Regions from separate parts of the Zea mays genome. Here all the other regions are linked to region 1. A link is a contact called in public Hi-C data. All regions are on one chromosome and are shown on one strand. The core of a region is the stretch at or near the end of the contact, and the rest is flanking DNA. Distances in the headings are between cores, read along the strand shown.

What was found. A called contact is a pair of places that touch in the nucleus more often than the background predicts.
Region 2: a Hi-C map of endosperm shows a contact between it and region 1, with 2.2 times the contacts expected there. The contact joins the enhancer-like site here to the promoter of LOC100281053 in region 1. A contact is called at or near these places in 3 of 25 Hi-C or Micro-C datasets (endosperm, leaf and tassel).
Region 3: a Hi-C map of seedling shows a contact between it and region 1, with 4 times the contacts expected there. The contact joins the enhancer-like site here to the promoter of LOC100281053 in region 1. A contact is called at or near these places in 6 of 25 Hi-C or Micro-C datasets (ear, leaf, root tip and 2 more).

Annotation. Positions count from the first base shown.
Region 1 is chr8:153,510,430-153,513,361 of Zm-B73-REFERENCE-NAM-5.0, forward strand. It overlaps LOC100281053, which reads right to left and starts at 1,497. Exons shown (of 1, transcript NM_001153972.2): 1 at 481-1,497. The coding sequence starts at 1,361. The coding sequence ends at 882.
Region 2 is chr8:153,626,228-153,629,159 of Zm-B73-REFERENCE-NAM-5.0, forward strand. No RefSeq gene overlaps it. Among protein-coding and RNA genes, the nearest start is that of LOC103636157, 78 kb to the left of the region's middle. Within about 2 kb of position 1,439, at least 17 of the 20 cell types and tissues checked have an H3K27ac peak or open chromatin away from gene starts, as enhancers often do. A contact at or near this core is called in endosperm, leaf and tassel, where this site is marked.
Region 3 is chr8:153,587,478-153,590,409 of Zm-B73-REFERENCE-NAM-5.0, forward strand. No RefSeq gene overlaps it. Among protein-coding and RNA genes, the nearest start is that of LOC103636157, 40 kb to the left of the region's middle. Within about 2 kb of position 1,449, at least 17 of the 20 cell types and tissues checked have an H3K27ac peak or open chromatin away from gene starts, as enhancers often do. A contact at or near this core is called in ear, leaf, seedling and 1 more, where this site is marked.

The DNA.
Region 1 (2,932 bases), core at 247-2,746:
ATCTAGCGTATCCAATTAAAATCTAATATACTACTATTTTCAAGAGAGAGAGAAAAATGATAAATATAAAATACTAGTAGGTTTTAAATTGTGGTTAAATATAAAATAGCAGTTTCCATTAGATTTCGATTACATGCACAAGATTGATTGCTTGTACGGTTGTACCTAAATATAATTGGTGCACAAGATATGTTTCTTCTTTTAATTGCATCGTTTTCCATTTCTGGCACCAGTAAAGTAACCAGGCTTTGAATTTTACTCATCAGAATGGGGGAGCAAAAAGCTCGAGGAGCAAAGGTAGGTGCAGCCTTGACGTGCCATCTGATCGCATCAAAAGCCAGTGACGTAGTACACCTGTACCATACCACCTCATCAGCAACCGGCGGTGGATCGAGCCAGTCGAGTAGTACAGGACAAATGCCGTATATATACGGGCGGCAATGAACGCAGCAGTAGTATACATACATATCAGGTGATGTACGCAAATGGTCCAGGCCACGGGAGAATGGGAAACTGGACAGCTCATTCCTCACTAGAATCTGAAACGGAAACGACTGTACATGATGGACGAAGCGCGACGCGAAGCGAGCAGTCATCACCACACGCTACCCACCAGATAAAGCTAGACTAAATTATGTGATTAGAATTCTCATCATTCCTTTTTTTTCTTCTTCTTCTGTTTCCCCTAATAAAGCAAATGAAAAAAAAAACAGAGAGAGAGAGATCAAAGCCCTATTCCAACGCATCCATCAGCGGCGGTGGCGGCGTGATGTAATCTTAACTCGGTCCAACGGCCAAACCACGACGCCAATCGTTTTCCGGAAGGGGGAGAAAAGGGAAAACGAAGAAGGAAGAGATACGCCTGCCTGACAGATTTAAAATTAGAGCCAGAGGGCACCGGCCTTCTTGAGGATGGGCACGAGCTCGCCGGAGATGTGGACGGCCATGAGCCGGTCGAGCCCGCCGAGGAGCTTCCCGCCCACGAACACCGCGGGCAGCGCGGCGGCGGCGGCCTCCGCGCCGGCCGGGACGACCCCGGCGAGCGCGGCCTCGTCCGCGACCTCGTGCACGGCCGGGTTCACCCCGAGCCCCTGCAGCAGCCGCTTCACCACGTGGCTCAGGCAGCACCCGCGCCGCCCCACCACCAGCACCGGGCTCTCCGCCACGGCCCTCCCGACCTCCGCCCTGCCGCCGTCGCCGTCGTCGTCCGTCCCGCCCGCGGCGTCGGCCCGGGCGCGCTCCTCCGCGACGGTCGCCGCCGCCGCCGGCTCAGGCTCCGGCTTCACGGCGACGACGGCGGCCGCCTCGCCCGCCGGCATCAGCCACGGCCGGGCGCTGCTGTAGGGGATGGCCTGGTACATTACTTGCCGACGTACGTGCGTCAGCGCTTGTCGTTCGGGCCGCCGAGTCTCCTCTTCCCCCCCCTAACTTTTTTGTTCTCTCTCCGTCTTTTCCGCGCGGGGCGTGGAGCGTGCTCCGTGTGGGCGGGTGATGGTTGGGTTGGGGCGCTGGACGCGGGGGATACATATATACAGGGGCGGTGAGGTGGGCGGGTGACGTCACTGCAGCGCCGCGATGCCTTTCGACCGGTTCGCGCGGACCTGCACGCGAGTCTCTCTCGGGTGGCGTTGGCGTGGAGGGGCGTCAGCCGCGGCTCTGGGGACGCCGGCTCCGTGACGACAGCTGCTGCGGAGGCGGACGTGCGGTTGCGGTTGGAGACCCATGATGGGGGAGGGCCAGGCGGCCGGTTCTGATCCTGTGCGAGCGGAGGAGCCTGCGGGGACGCGAACAGCGGGCACCGTACTTTTTGCAGCTGCTGCCCGTGTCATTTTGGTTTTGTTTAAAAACCATAATTCTATGGCATGCTTTATGTCTAGTTTATAGTTTTGTTGTTTAAATATTACAGCCGTGTAAATTGCTTGTACCAAAACCGGTCCTTATTTTGGTTTTGTTTTTAAACATCTCTAACTTTTTTTGACGACCTTCTCTAACTTGTACCAGGACGATAGAACGTTAGAACCAATATCTACGATAACAAACTATTTTCGTTCAAACCACCTTGCCATGTGCCTTTAAACTACACTTACTTGGTATGGTATCGTAGTAGTGTCAATATATATCTATAAATAAGCTTAGTTAATGCTAGAGGTTTTACTTAACACCGTGACTTATAATTTGAAATCTTACTGTTTTTTTTCTAAGAAATCCATGAAGAGAAATGCTAAGCCTTTCCTTGCGAACAAAAAAAAATGCAGGCACTTGCGATACACCATACCTAAAATGTATTTAAGTTAGTTTTACTCCCCCGCCTGGCCTAAATAGAGAATAACGTTTTTGCTGTGGAAATAGACAAATAATTATGGATATTCGTCATTCGTAGAACAAACAACGCCCTTTTTTTTACGATGGACACATCCCGCAAAGACTGGTATTATAGCTTTAATTTCTTCTACTCCCTCCCGTCAAAAAAACAAGTCGTTTTGGACAAGATTTGAGTCAAACGTATAAAACTTTGACTACTAATAACAGTTTCGTTATTTAGTTTTAAAATCTAATAGCCATATCTATAGATTTATCTTTAAAAGTACTTTTGCAAAAGTATAAATATATTAATAATTTATTTGTATTTGACAAAAGAAAATATTGTCCAAAACTATATTTTTGAGACCGTGTCGTTGTCCTAAATGGACTTGTATTTTGATACCTGAGGGAGTAGTTCAAATTATGTCAACTTTAGCTGACCAAAATCTTATGTAAAAAGGAATAACTAGTTTATCATTAAATGAACTTTCCATGTATTTATCATGTCATATAAATATTGATTATTTTTAGTATTATATAAATAATGATAGTTTTTCCTATTACATAAACATTTACAAAAACTATTCTGGGAGAAATAATTTTTTTGGTATATAGTTTGGCTTAGAAGAAA
Region 2 (2,932 bases), core at 189-2,688, 120 kb after region 1:
TGCCGATCGTAAGCATCTAGCCGTCCTCATGCACGTTCTCGGGCGTGAGGGCGGGGCCTTGCTCTGTTTCATCTAGTAGATCTAATTTGTTACGATTAGTCCTTGTCCACCAAGGATCTACTTAATATCTGCATAATTAGGCCTTGCACACGGGTTGGATGTTCCGGTAATGTACTAGATGCCATGCATTAGCCTGAACATGGATTATTCCGGGAATTGGCTCTCGCTGGTTTTTAGGCCTTTGCTCTTGCTCGCGTTCTGTTTTATGTCACGCTCGCTAGGCCTGGCTACACGTAGGATGTTCCGATGATGCAATTAAAGCTTTAACCATAGTAGATTGGATTGGCTTGATGTGAGCGGAGCAGGGTTTCAAATGCTATTGTTTCTACATGTCTTTGATACGTAGATCCAATCTGATGGCGAGTGTCAATCGGCTCTTTACAGCCGATACAGCCCGGGTAGTCGAACACGGCTCGGACTAACGTTTACACGTGCTTGTTTATGCAGGAAACCAATTCGAAGCACGTCAACACCTTCCTGATCAGGTATAGGTCACGTGGCACGCCTAGTGAACTTCAAAGCTAGGTCGTGTGTCAGAACCTAGGCCGTTGACCGAGGGACCGGAACCCACCAGCTGCTCTAGAAGCCTCCCGGCTTCTCGTGTTGCCTGCCGTCTCTCGCCGGTGAGTCGGACGACAACATTCTCTAATTCAAAACTGCAAAGGAAACATCTAACTAGCATCATGTTCTTTATCCATGCACATGGGGGTGTGGAATGAAATGTGGTTTTAATCAATATATGTGTTTTTTCGTGCATCTATATATGTCGTTTCGTGTCTGACTTAACTGAGTCATGCCCACCCGTCGGGCACGACCTCGGCCCAGACCGACAACAAAATATTTTGGATCACGTTGTGTCTGAGCCATGTTTTTTTCATGCTTCGAGTTAGCTTATTATAGACGGCCCTAATGTACAACTATAGTGGGAGGAATGAGGAGTGGGGTATGGGAGACAAGATAGACAATATTGGTTTCTGAGTTTGCCATGCACCAAAGGTTTTAAAATTGGACTAAATTTATAGAGGGAAATATTTAACATTTCCACATCAAAGAAGTAAACAATATAATACATAATTAATCTAATCATGCTAATTTATTATTATTATTATTATTTATGTAAACTAGACTGTGTGGTCGTCAGTTGCGAACCGTGAGTATGCACGCAGCTGGTACTACCCTGCGAAAGCAAGCAAGCAAGCGCAGGAAAGCGGCGGCGACAGTTACTGTACCTAACGGAAATCACAACAAAAATGCGGACGAAAATCTTCCTGTTTCCTTGTGGTGGCGTGGCCACGCTCACCTCCTCATGCATGTCTCGCACGCGACTCGATATGATCTGCCTTTTTGTGTCGACGAGACGGCCGGGGAAGCACACCCACAGCAGTAGTACACTACGCACAAAGCAACAACGGAAAGCTAAGAGCACTGGTAGCCTGTCTCTTTGGGTGTATGAACCACATGGACAAGAAGAGAAGCGGCCACGAAAAGGAGAATCTTTTCCTCTTGTTAACGGTGGGGGATGGCGACGGGGATGGTCTGGGACTTGGGCAACCCGGGCGAGCCAATCTTCACCATGCGGCAGCTGTGCGTTATTTGTCTGATTGGAAATTTTCTTCAGATCGAGAATTATATTGACGTAGTGGGGACGCTTTAATTTCTCTATAGATTCTGATTGGAACTCGATCGTTTGCTTGCAGCCTCATGAGTTATGTTCTGATTTTTTAGTGCCCGCTCCACGTGACAATTATTTTCTTCAAATGTTTCTGTCATTCTTTGGGCTGCCCAAAGCTGATCTTGACACTAGGAACTAAAGCTGCACACACTGCCACACATATGTTCAAATATACTATTAAATAAAGCTGATCCTAGACATGTTCTATTTATGAGGTTTCGAAACACAACACCAAAATTAATAACTTCTGGCGGCCTCGTAACTTCCGACAGCCACAGAAAACCCGTCGAAAGTTATTAACTTTCGACATGCCGTTGTTGTCTCTCGGAAGTCGGAACCTATACATAACTTTTAACGACCATGTCACGGCCCTTTGCCGGCGCGGCGTCAACGATGTGAGTAGATGAGCAATCTCAGGTGATCGCCGGAATACGATAACAACCGGAAGGTTGATTCGTTTTGGTTTCTAGTATTTCTCCGATATCCCTTCCTCAAGTCTTACAACATACTTATACTAATGTTATGAGTATAGCCCACTACGGCCCAGTACAGCCCACAACCATTACACATTCAAATACGTACTCACTAGTATTAGCCTGTGCGATCTCTAACATAGGTCGGATGTTACATTACCGCCCTGTCAAAACGTTGCTTGTCCTCAAGCAACAGTGACAAGCAATGCAGATAAAATGCCTGGATCCCAATGTCTAGTAATCCAAAGAAGAAGCACACCAAGAGGAACTGTATATAGGACCATATCACCACGGAACACCATCTTATCAGCGTGCACCCTCAACCCATCACCTCCATATTGTATCCTTGGTAGGTACGTTCTGCCCATAGACTATCAGGATTCCATTAGTAAATGCACGAACAAAATGAGAACTGCCACCAGGAATATAGCAGTGGTCTCTTCGTATGGATCATACAGATCCCGTAAGGCCATGGAGAGATCAGTAAGGGAGGCAGCAATAGCATACACCAGATTTGCTAAATGCCAGTCCAAAAACAATTTCGCCTCATTCTTAGCTGCAACACCACGCGCTGCCCGGAATGCTGCAAGTGCCATGCTTAACGTCACTTCAACACCATGTGGTACACCATCTACAACCACCTGTCTCAACCAACAAACTTTGTCCAGAAACTGGTTGAAAACACTGTCTCCAAAATCAGCAGCAACAAGAATGTTGCGATACTCAT
Region 3 (2,932 bases), core at 199-2,698, 77 kb after region 1:
TGTTCCTATGAAATCAAAGTTTCTGAAATATCGGAGAGAAATGCCCATTCTCTATGCATTTGCTTTCATTCTTGATCCTAGATCTCAGATGAGAGGGTTTCATAAAGTTCTTCAGAGGTTATCTACTCTAAATGGTATAGATTATAGTAGATCCCCATCATCTGTTCGTACCAAACTAACTAAGATGTTTCAGATTTATGAAACCAAATTCGGTGGAGTTTGTACTGGTAATATACCTGGTGCAGGTACACCTGGTAGTTCATCTTCTATATCTGAGCTCACTTCTTACCTAGATAGTGATACTGAAACTAAGTTTGGTCCAGATTTTAACATACTTAGCTGGTGGCAACGCCATAATCAGACTTATCCAATTCTTTCTATACTTGCTAGAGATATTATGACTGTCCATATCTCTACTATATCTTCAGAATCAACTTTCAGTCTAGCTAGCAGGGTGTTCGAGGAGCGGTGACGATGGCTGACAACGGACATGGTGGAGGTGCTCTCATGCATCAAGGACTCGGAACTGGCTGACCAACACAAGCAACATACTGTGGAGAAAGAAACCAAGGACCTTGAGGCAACTTTTGAAGCTATGTATCTCGATGATGAGCAACAATTATCACCTGGGAGCAAGAGAAAGAATCAAGAAGGAAGCAAAGATGAGCAAGAGGGAAGAAGGAAGGAAAAAGCTTGAACTTATTTTGGTTTTATATCAATGTATGCTGTTTTGTAATAAACATGAACATGGACTATGAACTGGACTATAAATTTTATAAGGAGCTGGCTGTACTCTTTTCCTTCCTAGGGTTTTCTCACGAGGTGTGAGTTTTTACTTATGAAGGTTTTTAATGAGGCAACATTGCACTAAGGCTCCGATTAAATTTTATATTACCTATTTGTCTTATGTTCTGTGATGTTCTGAGTTCTGTGATGTTTTGAGATTTCTATATGTATTTAAGATGTATTTTTGTGTATTCCAATGTAAAGTTTCTGTGTATTTATATGGTACATTTCTGTGTATTTGTATGGTACATTTCTGTGTTCTATGTATAAATGAGAAATTTCTGGCACGTACCCGATATTGATGGACCTACCGTGCTTCAAGCCCGGCCTGACCCATCTAACAACTGGCATGCCAGGTCTGGACAATCCTAACAACTTACGGGCCAGCCCGGCCTGGCACGATGGTCTAACCGTGTCGTGTCTGGGCACGCCATAATCGGGTCGGGCCATTGCGTGCTCGGACCGGTCTGGTCCGGTACGACTAGTTGGACATGTATAGCCAAGGCGTCGCTCACGCAGGTGCTCTAGCCTTCGCTGTAGGACTCCATCCAGAATTCCAGATCAAGACCGGGAAGGAGCTGGGAGATATACAGGCATGTAGCTGCGTCAGACCCACGACCATCTGAGCAAGGATTGGTCACGCGCCGCCCACGATCATCATGTTGTTGCGCCAGGCCCACGAGCATCTTGAGCAATGATTGACAGGTGCTGTAGTAGCTCTCTACGGCTCTAGGGTGGGCCATTTAATTGGAATGTTTGGATTACTCATATGCACTCGCTCATGCCGATGCAGAACAAATTGCGAGGGGAAACCGGCCCAACACAAGACCATGTGCCAACGTGGTCATTTTTGAATTATTGGGGAGTTTATTATTGGTAATCTGCTGCATGATGATGTGATTTTGGGGAAAGAATTTTTTAGCACAACCCCCAATATGCAACTTTGGGGAAGAATTTTAAAGAAACTCTTGAAGTTGCTCTAAAAACCAAATCGGCCTATAGTGCCTGTTTGGTTCGATTTTTTTTTCTAACGAGCTTTTCTAAAAAGCTGGCTGGTAAGAATCTGGGTGTTTGGCTCGGCTGCTGTGGAGAGAAGCTGGTGATTAGAATCTGAGTGTTTGGATAGCCAGATTCTGAAATCTTAGATTCAGGCTGATTTTTTTTTTAAAAAAAGGCAAACATGCTTACTAATCAGCACCTAATTGAAAATTAGCACATGCTTTTTTCATTACAACATTCTCGTTTACATTAAATTTTTAAATGAACTCATGTCTAACTCATCTGACGGGCTGCTACTACTCTCACCTACACCTACATCATTAACATGCCTAGTGTTGGGTACAAACTGGTCGAAGTTGCGATCATATATTGCACTGTCCCGAATAAAGTTATGCAACACCATGCATGCTATAATTATCTTCGATTGCTTCCTCAACGAAAATGAAGGCAGACTAAGAAGGATTCACCACTTTATCTTGGGCATCCCAAATGATCGCTCTATAACATTCCCTCGTGTACGTGCGTCCAGTCCTTTCCTTAAACATTCTTATCATGTTGGCATACCCTTCTGCATTCAAATAATGTTGTGGCATGTTGCTTGCATTGACCTCTTCTACACATATTTCATTGTAAATCTTAGCTACCCTCGTGTCCCACTTTGCTATGAGTTTTCCACATTTCTCCATCTAACCGAAAATAAGGATGACAGTAAGACAACAAGGCTGTTCACCAAAGTACACACAAGTTTGAACGACAAAGCAAGATCACATAACACATTCTAGATTTCTCGGTCTAACCGAAAATAAGGAAGACATGAAGTGTGCACCAAAGTACACAAACAATTTGTAGGCACAGAAACATGACATAACACACCGCAGATCACATAACATTCGTAACAAAGCACCAGTTACCACTTATTACAAGTTCACATACTGTGCATAGTAGAGTACACATGAGTCCACCGGTTACATACCCGAAATACCCGTTGGTGCATAACTAGCAACATCCTAAATTAAGGTGTACAAACCAAGCTAGGCTGACTACGCCATAGTACATGTACCACCCAATTAGAGCTCGCTGTCACTAAAGGATGGCATCTGTTCAGAGTCGTACTCAACACCCACATGTTTTCGAAATGCTCGACAAA